2 separate regions of the Pan troglodytes genome follow, and region 2 is linked to region 1. A link is a contact called in public HiChIP or PLAC-seq data. All regions are on one chromosome and are shown on one strand. The core of a region is the stretch at or near the end of the contact, and the rest is flanking DNA. Distances in the headings are between cores, read along the strand shown. Region 1 holds the start of TRAPPC2 (trafficking protein particle complex subunit 2). Region 2 holds the start of GEMIN8 (gem nuclear organelle associated protein 8).

Region 1 (6,654 bases), core at 2,331-4,830:
CACAATAAGTAAAAGTATAAAGTGATTAGAAAGTTAGAGAATGATGTATCAAAAATGAATTCCAGGCCAGACACGAGGGCTCATGCTTGTTATCCCAGCTCTTTGGGAGATTGAGGTGGGCAGATCACCTGGGGTCAGGATTCGAGACCAGCCTGGCCAACATGGTGAAACCTCCTCTCTACTAAAAGTAAAAGAGTTAGCCAGGTGTGGTGGTGGGCACCTGTAATCCCAGCTACTTGGGAGGCTGAGGCAGGAGAATTGCTTGAACCCAGGAGGCAGAGGTTGCAGTGAGCCAAGACTGCGCCATTGCACTCCAGACTGGGTAACAGAGCAAGACTCTGTCTCAAAAACATAAATTAATAAATAAATTCCTAATGCTAACAAATAAAATTCGGTTGCTTATGAAGAAATGCAAATTATTTTTCATTCAAATACTGTACTAAGCTTGTGTCACTAAAACTTTGGAATATGAAACTTTTGGATAATTACAGAAAACACAAAGAAAGTAAAAACGTATGAACACCACCAAGAGTGAAATTTATTTTATTTTTGAGACAGTCTCGCTCTGTCACCCAGGCTGGAGTGCAGTGGCATGATCTCGGCTCACTGCAACCTTCACTGTAAACTATGGCCTCTGGGTGATAATGACATGTCAGGGTAGGCTTATAGATTGTAGCAAATGTACCACCTTGATGCAAGATGTTGACAGTGGGGGAGGCTATGAGTGTGTAGGGGCAGCAGGTATATGGGAATTCTCTGTACTTCCCACTTAACTTTGCTGTGAACCCAAAACTGCTCTGAAAAAATGAAGTCTATTAAAAAAAAAAAACACGCACATATCCACAGGGAAAGTCTGCTGTATCTGCCTTTAAAATAATAAAGTAGTACTAATGTTCAACAGTAATGGTGAAGAAATATAGTTAAAATAATTAGAAAAGTAGTAAAAAAAAAAAAAACAAGTGTTTTTAATATTTGAGAACTTTACAGATTTTTTAAATTACGTATTTCTCACTTATCTAATTACAAAGAAGAGAAACATCTGAAGAAACTAGTGCAGGAAAAAAAGAGCTCATGTTAGAGATCTAGATTTACCACCCTGCATTGTCACTTAAAAGTTACTTGATGTTGGGCAAATTGATTCACCTCTCCAGAGTCTGGTTCCTCATCCGTAACACACAAAACATCTGCAGTGTGCCTATCACAGTGCCAAGCTTACAGCAGACATTCAGCAGATTGGCAGAGTCTTATTAGACAAGATAGAGGATAGATAGATCAATTATAGGTCTGAAACATTTAGAGATTCTATACATCACTGTTTTACGTGAGACTAAATGAGATGCCAAGAAATTAATTTCAAATTTAGTACCCACTTGTTATATAACAAATATATTATGTGCAGGTACAATGTGAATTCAAAGAGGAAATAGAAATGGACCTAGTCGAGGAGCACTTAGCTATCATACAGCACTTTACTGTCAGCAGAGGAAGAACCTGTTAATAAAAACTTCAGAAACAGAAAAGGAAAGACTTTACCTTTTCTTTTGCCAAACCACTTTCTGGAAAGAAAACAGAAAGTGAATATTCATAGCCACATCTTTGTAAGTGATCTGCCACTAAAGAGTTAGAGGCGCCTATTAAGAGGGAGCTCCCTTCTACTGAAATGGACCGAGGCTGCAGTTCTCCACTCAATACAGGGTGCATCAACTCATGAATTAGCTGGTTTCGAAGTTGTGTCTAGCATAAAATAAAAACAAAAATAAAAAAGAAACACAAGGGAAAGAAATTTCAGCAGGATTGTTTCATTAGATATATACACAGATGAGCTACATTCATTGGAAACCTTCCTTCTATTTCCATAATGGTTCTAGATCCATGGCCAGAAGTTAGAAACCTTCCCCTGCACACTTTGTCTTACCCCGTGAGACAAGCAGTCCAGTGGGTTCTAGAAAAAGCTTTCTTTCCCCAGCTTCCAAATGAAACGGGTGGTTAGCCAGATCCGCTTGCAGACTCATAACTTCACTTCCCTAGAAGCCCATTTCAGCAGCTTACGATTGGGATATTAAGTATAGGAAAAAATTCTGCCACTTCATCACACCTCTGTGGACTGTTGGAGAATATAACCAAAATATTCAACAACAGGGGACTGCTATATACATTACAAAAATATCCAAAGATAAGCCTGTTGCCACTGAAAATGAAGATTTCAAAAAACTTTTAAGGAAACAGGGAAATGCTCACCATATAATTTAAATTAAAAAAGGATACATACACAGGATATAGCTACATATTTTAAACGTAAAATATGCTTTTGAAATGCATATTTCAATGAAAACACGTTGAGCTAATCCTACTCCGGGCTGTTAATCCAAATATAAAGCATACTAATAGGTATTTTCTGCCCAAACTAAACATTCATACATTTCAATATAGTTTAAAGATGAAATTTTTCATTTCCCAAACTATTATTAAGAAGTACACTAGTATTTTCTATATGGTGTCAATGTCCTTCATCCAAATGTATTACAAACCCACTTATTAATTTAGGAACCTATAAGCCATATTTATAAAACAAGCCTAATCTTACTGTGTTCATTATATAAATATTTCCTTCTCCTATCTTATTGTCAGTTCAATTAATTATTTGAATATGCTCCTTTAAGACGACTCAAACTCAACATTTTCTCAAACATTTTCAAGAGACTGTAATGTTTCAGGATACAGAGTTATTCGGGAATATAAAAATGTAATTCACCAATACAATCTATGTATCATACGATTATTAAAACCTAAACCTTGATTGAATTTGAACTACCTGTTACAGGTTACACTTGTAAAAGTTGACACAGATACGCCTAAATCCGATACCTTGAGTGTATCCAGTATACCCCGATCCTTAAACGTCTGGTATAGCTTTTTGCGCAGTTCATCTTGACTCAACACATCAGCCACGGTGAACATGTTGGACTAAAAGACAAAATGGTTATAGGTTACCTGCGGGGCAGAGGGAACGTGAACGTCTGAAAACAGACCAGTGGCCTCCGGGGAAGCCATAAGAGGCCTAGCGGCGAAAGTTTAACGAACACAAAACAAGACTTTATTTCCGCCCGAGAAGGGGCAGGTGTGTCTACCTGCGCCATCATCAGGCGTCAGCTCCCTCCGGAGCCCGCCTCGCTCGCCCCGCCGCGGCCCGAGTTTAGTGCCCAGCCCGGGCGGTGGGGCCAAGACGAGGGGGAATCCCTGCCCTCAGAACCCTGCCTCTGTCCCGAGGGTTCGGGAGGAACAAAGGTGCTGAACGTTCTCTGCCTCGCACTCCCAACTAGGTTTCCTAGCAAACACGCGAGCTTCCTTTCTTCGCGGTTCTGAGGCAAGGGCGAGGACCCAGGCACGACTCAAAGGCGGCTGGAGGGCGGGGACCCAGACACTAGGGACTGAAGGCAGCGAGGCAGGACCGCCTCACAGCCAGTCCTGCAACTTCCGGAAACCTGCTAAATATAGCCTTCCCGAGCTGAAGAGCTACGGCGCATGAGCTTGGTTGCCCAGCACCGGCCGGAAGCTCCACCTACGTATCGCGAGAGCACATCCCAGGGTATCGCGAGAACTGCTTCGGCGTTCTGGCTACAGGTTCGGGGCGCGGGTCTCTTCCGCGGAAACTGACATTGCGTTTCCGTTGTCGGCCTCCCACTGCAGGTAGGGAATGGAGCAAGTGAGGCGGGGGGCGGGTGTTTTGAGTCCCTGGAGGACTTCGTAGCCCCTGCGTGACGCGGATGTTGGTCCTGTACCTCCACCCCTCCCCGGGGTGGCCGGGCCGGACCTGCCAGCCCTCCGCTGGCTCATCCGCGCAGCCGTTCCACCTGCAGACGTCCGCCCTCTCGGGGGCTGTGGTTTCGCGGTTCACTGGGTCATTCAGCTAACCCAGGGTTTCTTAACGGCTGCACTGTTGCCTTTTGGAGCCGGAAGATTCTTTGTTTTGGGAGGCTGTCCTGTGCATTGTAGGTTTAGCTGTATCCTTGCTCTCTATTTTGTCAGTATCACCTTCTCCCCCAAGTGTGACAACCAAAGATGTCTCCAGATATTGCCAGATGTCCTCTTGGAAGCAAGATCGCTCCGGGTTGAGATCCACAGAGCTAAACGTTTTAGAGTACCAACCATTGTGTGCTGTGAGGTAAAGGTGAGCCAGTCCTCATGATGCTTAAATGTAATTAGAAAGGAAAGGAACCAAACCTCTCAGAAGCGATAATGAAAATGTTACAGCCAGAGAATTGAACAAGAACTAAGATACATTGTAGACTGGATAAAGAGTTTAAAGGGGAGGTGGTTGAAGATGGAAGTGATCCAGATCATCTCTGTGGAAAAAGTGTGTCTTTATCGGGGCCTCGATGGGTAGGATTCGGGTGGTGAGCAAAAAGGAGAACATCACAGGAAGGGGAAAAATGAGCAAAGGAATCATTAAAAGAAAAAGAAAAAAAAAAGCCACGACCTTCTTGGGAGCAGTGAGGAATCTAGCCTGACTCCAGAGTTGTGTGCTGGGAATATAAGCCTTATATGGTATCTAAGTCCTGTGAGGACAGAATTGGATGTCAGCTTTGTGTACAGCATTGAAGATGAGTACGATGAGTTTTGATCTCTGGCTGTGAGAAACTTAAAGTATTTAAGAGGCAGTAAGAGTGACAGGACTTCATAGGAGGTGGAGAACCTGTAAGTTTTTGTTGGAAACAATGGAAAAGGAGGAGAGGCTTAGTTGGATTTTAAAGGATGGGTAGTGGTTGCAGACAGAATAAAGGAGAGCATTCCAGGCATGAAGAGAGAAATGATAGTAGCTCTGAACTCGATACAGTCAAAGTGAATTTGGGAGAAAAAATAAGTAAACGAGTCAACGCTAGCAGAGGTGGAACAATAGGGCTGAGAAAAGACACGTGGAGCAATGTGGGAATCTTGAATACTAGTACATGATCCTGTAGCTGAGATGCATCAAAGGCTTTTGAGTGGAATGATGAAAACAGTGTTCTAAAAAGATGTTGATATGTTGTAAATGTTGTTAAGTAGAATCACTTGTCCACTGTTTAAAAAAAAAAAATGTTCCTGAAGACCCCCTTACTCCCACCTCCACCTTTGGTCCCACAGTTGAATACATGAATATAATTAGATAAAATGTTCTCCAAAAACTAGCATAACTTCTAGGGGAGGGAGAATTGCTTATAATATTAATAGAAAAATGTCACATTAAAGACCTATCAGTAGTATTCCTACTGCCCCTCCTCATTGTAATAGACATGTCCCATGCCATACCAGTTTAGTCTCATGACCCCAGGTTTATGGAACAACTGAAATCACTGCTCTCGCGAGCACAGGGCAGTTTTTCTAGAAGCTCTTCTATAGAGGTTGTAAAGAGGCATGCTACAAAAATGGATGTCTTTGGAACTGGAGTCCATGAGTTTTATCTTGCATTTGTCTACAACTTAAGAGAAGAGACTTCCAAGTTCACTGAGCATCCTCCCACTCTGGCACTGTTGGTGTTCCACCCACCCCTTAGTTTCTAGTTTCCCAGTGACTTCAAATGAGCAGCCCTGGGCTTGGCCTATGGAACGGTTTGGAATAAGTCTGTGTAGTCCAGAGTCAGCAAATACTTGGCCCTCCTGTAGGTACTGCACTTCCCCAAATTCATAGCAGACATGGATAATTGATCACAGCATTCTTTCCTGGTGACCACATTTAGTCTCAGAATCTTTCTCAGCGCCAGTTCCTGGCAGTCACTACCAGTTGATTAGAATTCGCTTATGAAAGGAAACTCATTTGCCATCCCTAGCCAAGTCCCTTTTTCATTAGATAGCTTATCGTATTTAAAGATAGTACTGTGCTGTACCCCACTCCCTTTCCACCCCAAAAAGGTCTCCCCTACTCCGTTTAAACATCCTCTGTTACTTCAGTTGCTCTTGTCTGGTTTCCAGAGCATTTCCTAGCCTAGATCCTGCCCTCCCTTCCCCTGTAACACACAGAGTTATTGATCCTTTTACAATATGATTCCCAGAACTGAGTACCTTCCCCAAAGATGATAATATTATTGAAGAGGACATCAGCATTCTCCCTGACCTTGCTCTTAATGCCACCTAGAATTGATTAGCTTTTTTGACAAACCTATCAGACTTTTGCCTCTTACCGAGCTTGCAGAACTTTTGGGTTGATGTAGATGAACTGTTCTTAATCTAGGTTTCCCTTGTCCTTTTGTACAGTTGATTTTTAAGCCCAAGTACAGGGCTTGCTTTCTTATCCTCTTAACTTCTATCTTGTTAATTTCACCTTACTCTCCTAGCCATGGAGATCTTTTTTAATCCTAACTTCTGCCTTCTAATAAGTTAGCTGCCCTTGGTGTTATCTTTGAATGTGATAAGTTATCTTCATTCAAGTTATTGATTCAAATACTGAGCTAGACTAGGTTAAGGTCAACCTCAAAGCCTTACTAGAGACCCTGTGCCATAAATTGACACGGAGCACCCAGTGTTCTCCGAGTATTGACACTCAAGTCGGCTATGAGCCACCCCTCATTCAGCAAATAATGAGTGCTTTTTGGGTCCCTGGCACTGTTGTAGCTCTAGGGATACCATAGTGAATGAGACGAATGGTGTATCTGCTCTCATGGAGGGCAACATTCTAGCAAGA
Region 2 (6,654 bases), core at 1,403-3,902, 300 kb before region 1:
GAAGCATATGCCTGAGAAAAATTTAATACTGAGGAATTGCCATTTGTAAATTTCCACCAGCTGGCGCCAAATGACAAGTGAAAATCCAACCTCCTCTAGCCTCCATTTCAAAATTCAGTTTCTCTCCCTGGTTAACCCCCTGGAGTAACAATCCCCATTCTTTTCAAATAGGATTGTCGCTCCTTAGGTGCTTAGTGTTCCCCACCACCAGTATTTTTATGCAAGTGAGTTAAAGTGAGTAATGACTAAAACTCAGATTTAAAGATGAAAAGAACAGGACTACATCCTCAATCAGCTACAGAATTTCCATTCCCTGCAGCAACAAGGGTATGGGAGAATCAGCTAGTTTCTTTTCTTCTTTAGTCAACTTTTAGCTGGGCACTTGGCCATCTGAAAAAGACAATTCCAAGCTCCTGCACCCTTAGGAGGGCTAAGTAATGAAGTTCAGGCCATTAGTAGGAAGTGATCAGAAGTGCTGTGTGCTGCCTCTGGGTAGTACTCTTAAAGCAGTGGTTCTCAACTGGGGGTGACTTTGCCCCCTCCTCCCCCAGCCCAGGAGACATTTGGCAATGTCTGAGGACATTTTTGGCTGTCACAACTGGGAGACAGTACTGGCATCTTGTGAGTAGAGACCAGAGATGCTACTAAAACTCCTACAATGCACAGGACAACCCCCAAAACACAGAATTATCCAACCCCAAATGTGAATAGTGCCAAGGTGGAGAAATCCTTAGAGGGAAAGGGCATGCCCTTGGCTTTCTCTTTCCCACTGGCTGAAAGGTGCAGTGGCGCACCATCTTGGACCATGTGGGCCAAGGCAAGAAACCAGGGAGGGTGGAGCTATGAGACAGGTGGAGCTGCCATACTCTGGACTCCTTACACCCAGACTGCCATGAGATAGAAATACACTTCTCAACAGTTTGAGCCACTCCTCTTCTGGGTCTCTGTGACGGCAGCCAACTAATATTCTATCTAATGCCATAGTATACCATATATATTGTATTTTTTCATTCATAGAACCAGGAATCGCTCTACCTGAACTATATCCACTCTAGGCCTGCATCCTTCTGCCTTTCCCAGGAACCCCCTGAGCTCTTTCTCCCTATCTTACCCCTCTCCATCTTTCTTTCCTGCCTCTCTAGATGCTGGCTTCTTCCTTGAGGTAGAGATTGCACCAGGCCCCATCTGACTTATCTGTCTCAATCCACACCTGACTTTTCCCACAAGACTTCACCCTCCTACCATCTCCTGCTTCTATCCATAGATATCTCATTTCCTCCCACATCCATTTTCTGAGGTGGAGGAATAATCTTTTCTAAAATAATCCCCCTCTATATACACATACTTTCTGGCCCTTACCCTGCTATACTGTCTTCATATAACTCACCACAACATACAATTCTATTTATCTGCTTATTGTTTATGTTCTACACAAAAGATTTAATTTTATGAGCCCCAAAACTGTATTGTTTACTACTGTGTATCCGGTAAATAGAATACCACGGTACAATAGAAATGCAATGCATGCCACATATATAATTTTAAATGTTCTAGTAGCCACACTAATAAAGTAAAAAGATAATTTTAGTCTTTAACCTCAATAGTCCTTCTCTAAGATGTTATCACTATAAAGAAATTGAGATATTTTACATTTTCTCATTCTTCTTCAAAATCTAGAGTGTAATTTACCCTTACAGTATATCTCAGTTCAGACTACTACAATTCAGGTTCTCAGGGCCACATGTAGTGGTTACAATGGACAGCGCTAACATAGAATACTTGGCACATAGCCGGCATCCAGTAAATATTTGTTAAAGTTAATATTCTTCTATACCATTTTAATTCTTCTGTAGTCCAGGAATAATACAGTAATGTCACGTCATTAATACCACCCAATTGACTTAGCCATTTCCTTGTTGGGCATTTAGGTCTTTTCCAATTTTCACTTTTTAAAATAATTCTGTAATAAACATCTATCTGGTTCGTACCTGTTTTTCCTTGGAATAAATTCCCAGAAAGTATTAAATATGGTAATTGCCCCAGAAATGATATGTCACGTAAGACTTCTAATTGTTTATGCTTGGTTCTTGTTAATGACTCTTGTGATGTTAACAGGGCAGGTATTGCTGTGATGGTTATAATTACAAACATATTAGTACTAATGTTTTGTCTGCTGCAATGCGTCAGGCACTCTGCATTAGGTTATGCATATCTTATAGATGAGACACACGAGGCTTGGGGAAGTTACAAACTTAGCACTGGACTCGCACTCAAACTGAGATCTGGGTTAATCTATTTTCAAAGACTGGGTGTTTTACGCTGGGACAAATTAAGAAACTAAAACTGTTTTAGTTAAGAAAGAAAACAGAAAGGAAGAAAGAAAAGGCTAAGTAAAGACAAGGGAAGGAAAACGAAGAAAGCTGAGGAAAGGACAAAAAGTTAAAGGCTGGAAACCCGGGCGGTGCAGAAGCGACCCTTATCTCGCCGGTGCAGAAGCACCGTCCGACCCCCGGCGCGGGTGCCCGCCACAGTCCCAGTGCCCCGCCCGGTGCAGCTCCCTCTCCGCCGGCCCCGCCACCCGCAGCCATCCCACGCCTGCCGCCCCGGCGCTCCACTCGGGGTAGCCGATTAGCAGGCAGCTTCCGGCCTCCAGCACTGCACCGCCTGCGGTGCGAACGTGACGTCCGCGACACAGGGGAGGACTTCCGGCGCGCCGCGCCACGCCACGTGTTCCGCACCGGAAGCGCGCTTCCAGTCGCCCCGGCAACAGCCGCCCCCCTCGCGTTCCCCACTCCCCCTCTGTCTCTCCAAGGAAAACTAGGCCCCTGCGCGGCCAACGCCCAGGATCCGCAAGCTGCGCGCCCACGAGGTGACTTCGGGGACGGCTGGGTTTCCTTTGGGGAGGGAGGGAGGAGCTTAGACGCCCCGGGCCCTGGCTTCTTCTGATGCGCAGAGAGCCGAGGTCTTGGACGTCACATTGCTCTCATAATTATCTTAATCCCGCGACAAAAGGTGGGGCCGGAGGCCCATGAGATTCTTAAATCATTGCAGGTTAATTGTGAGAGGGGACCAGTCCCAGAGGCTCTCAGCTCTGCAGTGCTTCCGAATCACTGGACGACTCTTTAAGAATTCTGATCCCCGGGCCCCCATCCCGGACCAATGAAATCAGAATCTCTAATAGTGGGGCCCTGGCATCGGTAGTTTTTAAAGCTGCCCAGGTGATTCTGGGGTGCCGAGAACCACCGTGTTAAGGTCTATAGGTGAATTCGGATTTTGCCCGTCCAGTCCAGTATCTGAATAGAAGATCGCCCAGGACAGCCACATACTTGAAGGATGTCTAGGATATTGCCCTCTCTGCTCAAAAATTCGGGTTTCTTTCTTTTCTCTTGCACTTTAGCCTCTGCAGGAGGTCAGCTTTTGGTGGGAGTTATCTTGAGACATCTGGCGCCTACAGTTTATGGGCCTTGTGTCTCTGCCCACTTATCAGTAATGAGCTGTAGTTGAACCAGTGGCCAACGAAGTGCATTTTAGCTCTGAAATCTTGATGTTTCCTTAGTACAGATCAGATGGTTCTGAACAATTTTATTTTTTTCAGGAATGATGTTTTTAAACTCGTTTGACAGGCTAGCCTGTGTATTCAGCTGTTTTTCATCTCAAATCAGAACAATATTACTTAAAAAATCTAGACTAAAGATTAGTAACGCAACACTTCTAGGATTATTTATGCTCACAGCCCCCATGAATTGTGGGATGAGAGCTACCCTTTAAAAATACTATTTTTGCTAGCATAATTTATCGGAATAACAGTCTCTTTGTAATTTCAATATGAACAGAAACCATATATTTTTAAAGACTGCTGGTTAGTAACTTGGAATAAGCATAACTGAAAGCAAGTTCACAGGTGTATAAATCCCCTCTGTGTGTTCATTGCTGTGCTGGGGAAGTATACAAACTAAAGTTCCAGAGAGAAATGTTCATTCTGAAACTGTTCTATAGATGGTGATTAATCATTTTGGGTTTTTTTTTAAAGGATAGGGTGAGATGAGAATGACGGGGGAAAGTTTTGAACAGTTAAGGCTAGAGTGTAAATTGGAGAGTTTGCAAAGTAGGTACAGAACTTTTTTTGAACAACTTCTCTACAAGAGGAAATTCAGCCACGGAACAGCTGGACACGTGAAAAAAGAATGTACTTGATCAAATATCAGATGAATTGAAAAGATCTTTGAAAACATAATGTATTTAAATATTTGCTTCCTGAAAAGATTTGGTGCTTTATAGTCAGTTTTTTGAGTTACTAGGTCCTCAGAGATTTTGGGGAGTAGATGCAGGAGGAGACAACGTTATCAGGAAACAACAGACAAGCTCAACAATTTCAGCAGCATCTAAGAGCATGAAATATTAGCTATTATTTTTATGCTGGAAGGAAAATAGGAAACTTAAAAGGAGTAGATTGTAGAATCCATGCCTACAGGTAACTGAGTAAGTGCCCAAGTAAATGAGGCATAGTGAGTGCCTATAAATTCAGAAAAGAGAGATTAACATGGAATTACCATGAATATGTTTATAGAAAAAAGTAAATCTGAAATAAGACGCCTGAAATGTACAAGCGATCTTAACTACTTTAAACTAGCCATGGTTTTTGCTGTTATGCTCTTAATTTGCAGAACCTGCCTATTCAACCCTTATTACCTTATAGTCACACTAGGTTTTGCTTATGAAGGACATGCTTGCTGTGAAACAAACTTATCTGTTTCCTCTTTTGAACTATGTTATCATTATGTCATTCTCAGTCGTCCCATTGCTTGTTGTGTTCCTGAGTCAGAGGGTAACTTTGTTCCTGGCCTCATATTTCACTTTTGATTCTGATATTAGTCACAAGGGGATTCAGAGAACTTGCAAATAAATCCATTCACAAATTCATCACACTTGCTGACAAATTAAACAATGCCCTTCTGTGGGTGGAATGTCATTTGTATGAAAAAAAGAATTGTTAACTGCATCCTTTCAGTCTTACTCCTTCCCCATGCTATGCCTTCTTTGTGACAGTACTTATTACAACATCCAGAAGAGGGTAAATTGGGGTTGGGGATTGAGGGAATGAAAAGAAAATAAAACTCAGTTTTTTGGCTCCCTTGCCTATCAGTTTTAACTGTAGCTATTATAGACGGGGAGGTGCAGGCTTTCTGAACACAGTGGCATGTGCACTTGAATAGGCCTGTGTCCTGCCCAAGATGGAGCTTGGATGTCTGCAGGTGGAAGAAGGCCATTTGGACTTGAGCCATCTTTGATGTCCAAATCACTAAGCAGAGACCATGCAAAGACACAGGAGGGAGGCCATGAGGGCATCAAGCCAGATGAGCTTGCCAGCCTCAGCAACCAGCCAGGGATGGGGGCAGGGCTGCCCAAGTAGGTGGGGCAGGGCTGCCCAAGTAGGTGGGGCAGGAAGCCCAGCCCTCAACAAAACCCTATTATATTCTTTGTCTTAGTGAGGAAGTTCTTACTGTTGTGTGTATTATTGGAAGACATCTTCTGTGATAGGGTTATTATTGCATGTACAGAGAGATTCCTTGGAACCGCATATGACTCAATCTATCTCACTCAGATTTCTCACCATACCTTCACTTATTTTGCTGCAGTGTCCAGCAGATCTCCTTGAAACAGTGTGTACTGAAGACCTAACTAAATCCTCCAAATTACCTGGTTGGTTCAGAGAACCAAATCACTGGAGCTTTGTAGGGAAGGTTTGAGTTTCAGGGCTTTAGCCAGAGTAACTTATTTAATGATTGGCTTTTAATGTGTTTCTGTGCAAAGATCAAAGCAGGTGAATTTTCATGTATTTTTAGAATTCTAGTAGAAAAGGAAGATAGGAAAATCTAGTTCAAGTATACATTCTAGTTTTTAGGGGAATTTGTGTTTTTATTTTACTTTTTTGGTTGCTACGATTTGTCCTATATTCTATATTTATAAGAACATAAATATGTAATTAAAAGAATATATTTGATGGCACTACCTGTCAACAAAGCCACTTATTTGTGAAATTTTTTGGTAACTTGATGGAAATAGTCAGCTTTTATCCATTGAAAACTACAAAGCTCTTATCTATTGTTCTTTATGTATATTTATGCATTAAAAATAGATCCTGCAGGATGAGCAGATGTACTGAAGTGTAAATCCGTTTTTTAAGAGAGGCTATATGGAAAAATATATCATTCAAGACTCAGTCTCTGCCTTGCCTGTAGGCCTCGTCAGTGTTTAGTGAATGACCTCAACCCTGTTTTTTTCCTTCCTTCTTTGGTGGTTGAGGACAGACAATGAATGGTCTCTGTACTCGCCTGGGCTCAGCTGGGTGGTGGCCATTATGCCATTGTGCTCACTGGAGAGGGCTGCCGGGTTTGTAGAGCTGCGGATCCCGGCCTTCCCTGACATTGCCAATCTCTTTTCTTTCAGCTCCACCAGCCCATTGGAGAAAAGTTACTGTTCAGTCCCTGAAGGCTTGTGCCATAAAAGAGTGGGAGACATTCCCAGGGAAGTGAGGAATGAAAGATCGAATTAAAGACCATTAAAGACCAAAGGGCATCTAAATCTGCAGCAACCATCAGCTCTCTTTTCTTTGAGAGGTAGTAGTCTCTGAAGGTGTTGCTGTAATGTCTATAA

Evidence for each region. HiChIP or PLAC-seq counts read pairs in DNA pulled down with a chosen protein or histone mark.
Region 2: an H3K4me3 HiChIP or PLAC-seq map of stem cell-derived excitatory neurons shows a contact between it and region 1, with 5 times the contacts expected there. The contact joins the promoter of GEMIN8 here to the promoter of TRAPPC2 in region 1. A contact is called at or near these places in 1 of 7 Hi-C or Micro-C datasets (stem cell-derived neural progenitor cells) and 1 of 1 datasets of contacts at active chromatin or transcription factors (stem cell-derived excitatory neurons).

What each region holds. Positions count from the first base shown.
Region 1 is chrX:14,308,010-14,314,663 of NHGRI_mPanTro3-v2.0_pri, reverse strand. It overlaps TRAPPC2 (trafficking protein particle complex subunit 2), which reads left to right and starts at 3,580. Exons shown (of 4, transcript XM_063804790.1): 1 at 3,580-3,687. It overlaps OFD1 (OFD1 centriole and centriolar satellite protein), which reads right to left. Exons shown (of 25, transcript XR_008541921.2): 3 at 2,866-2,964; 4 at 1,534-1,734.
Region 2 is chrX:14,602,458-14,609,111 of NHGRI_mPanTro3-v2.0_pri, reverse strand. It overlaps GEMIN8 (gem nuclear organelle associated protein 8), which reads left to right and starts at 2,652. Exons shown (of 10, transcript XR_010154858.1): 1 at 2,652-2,869.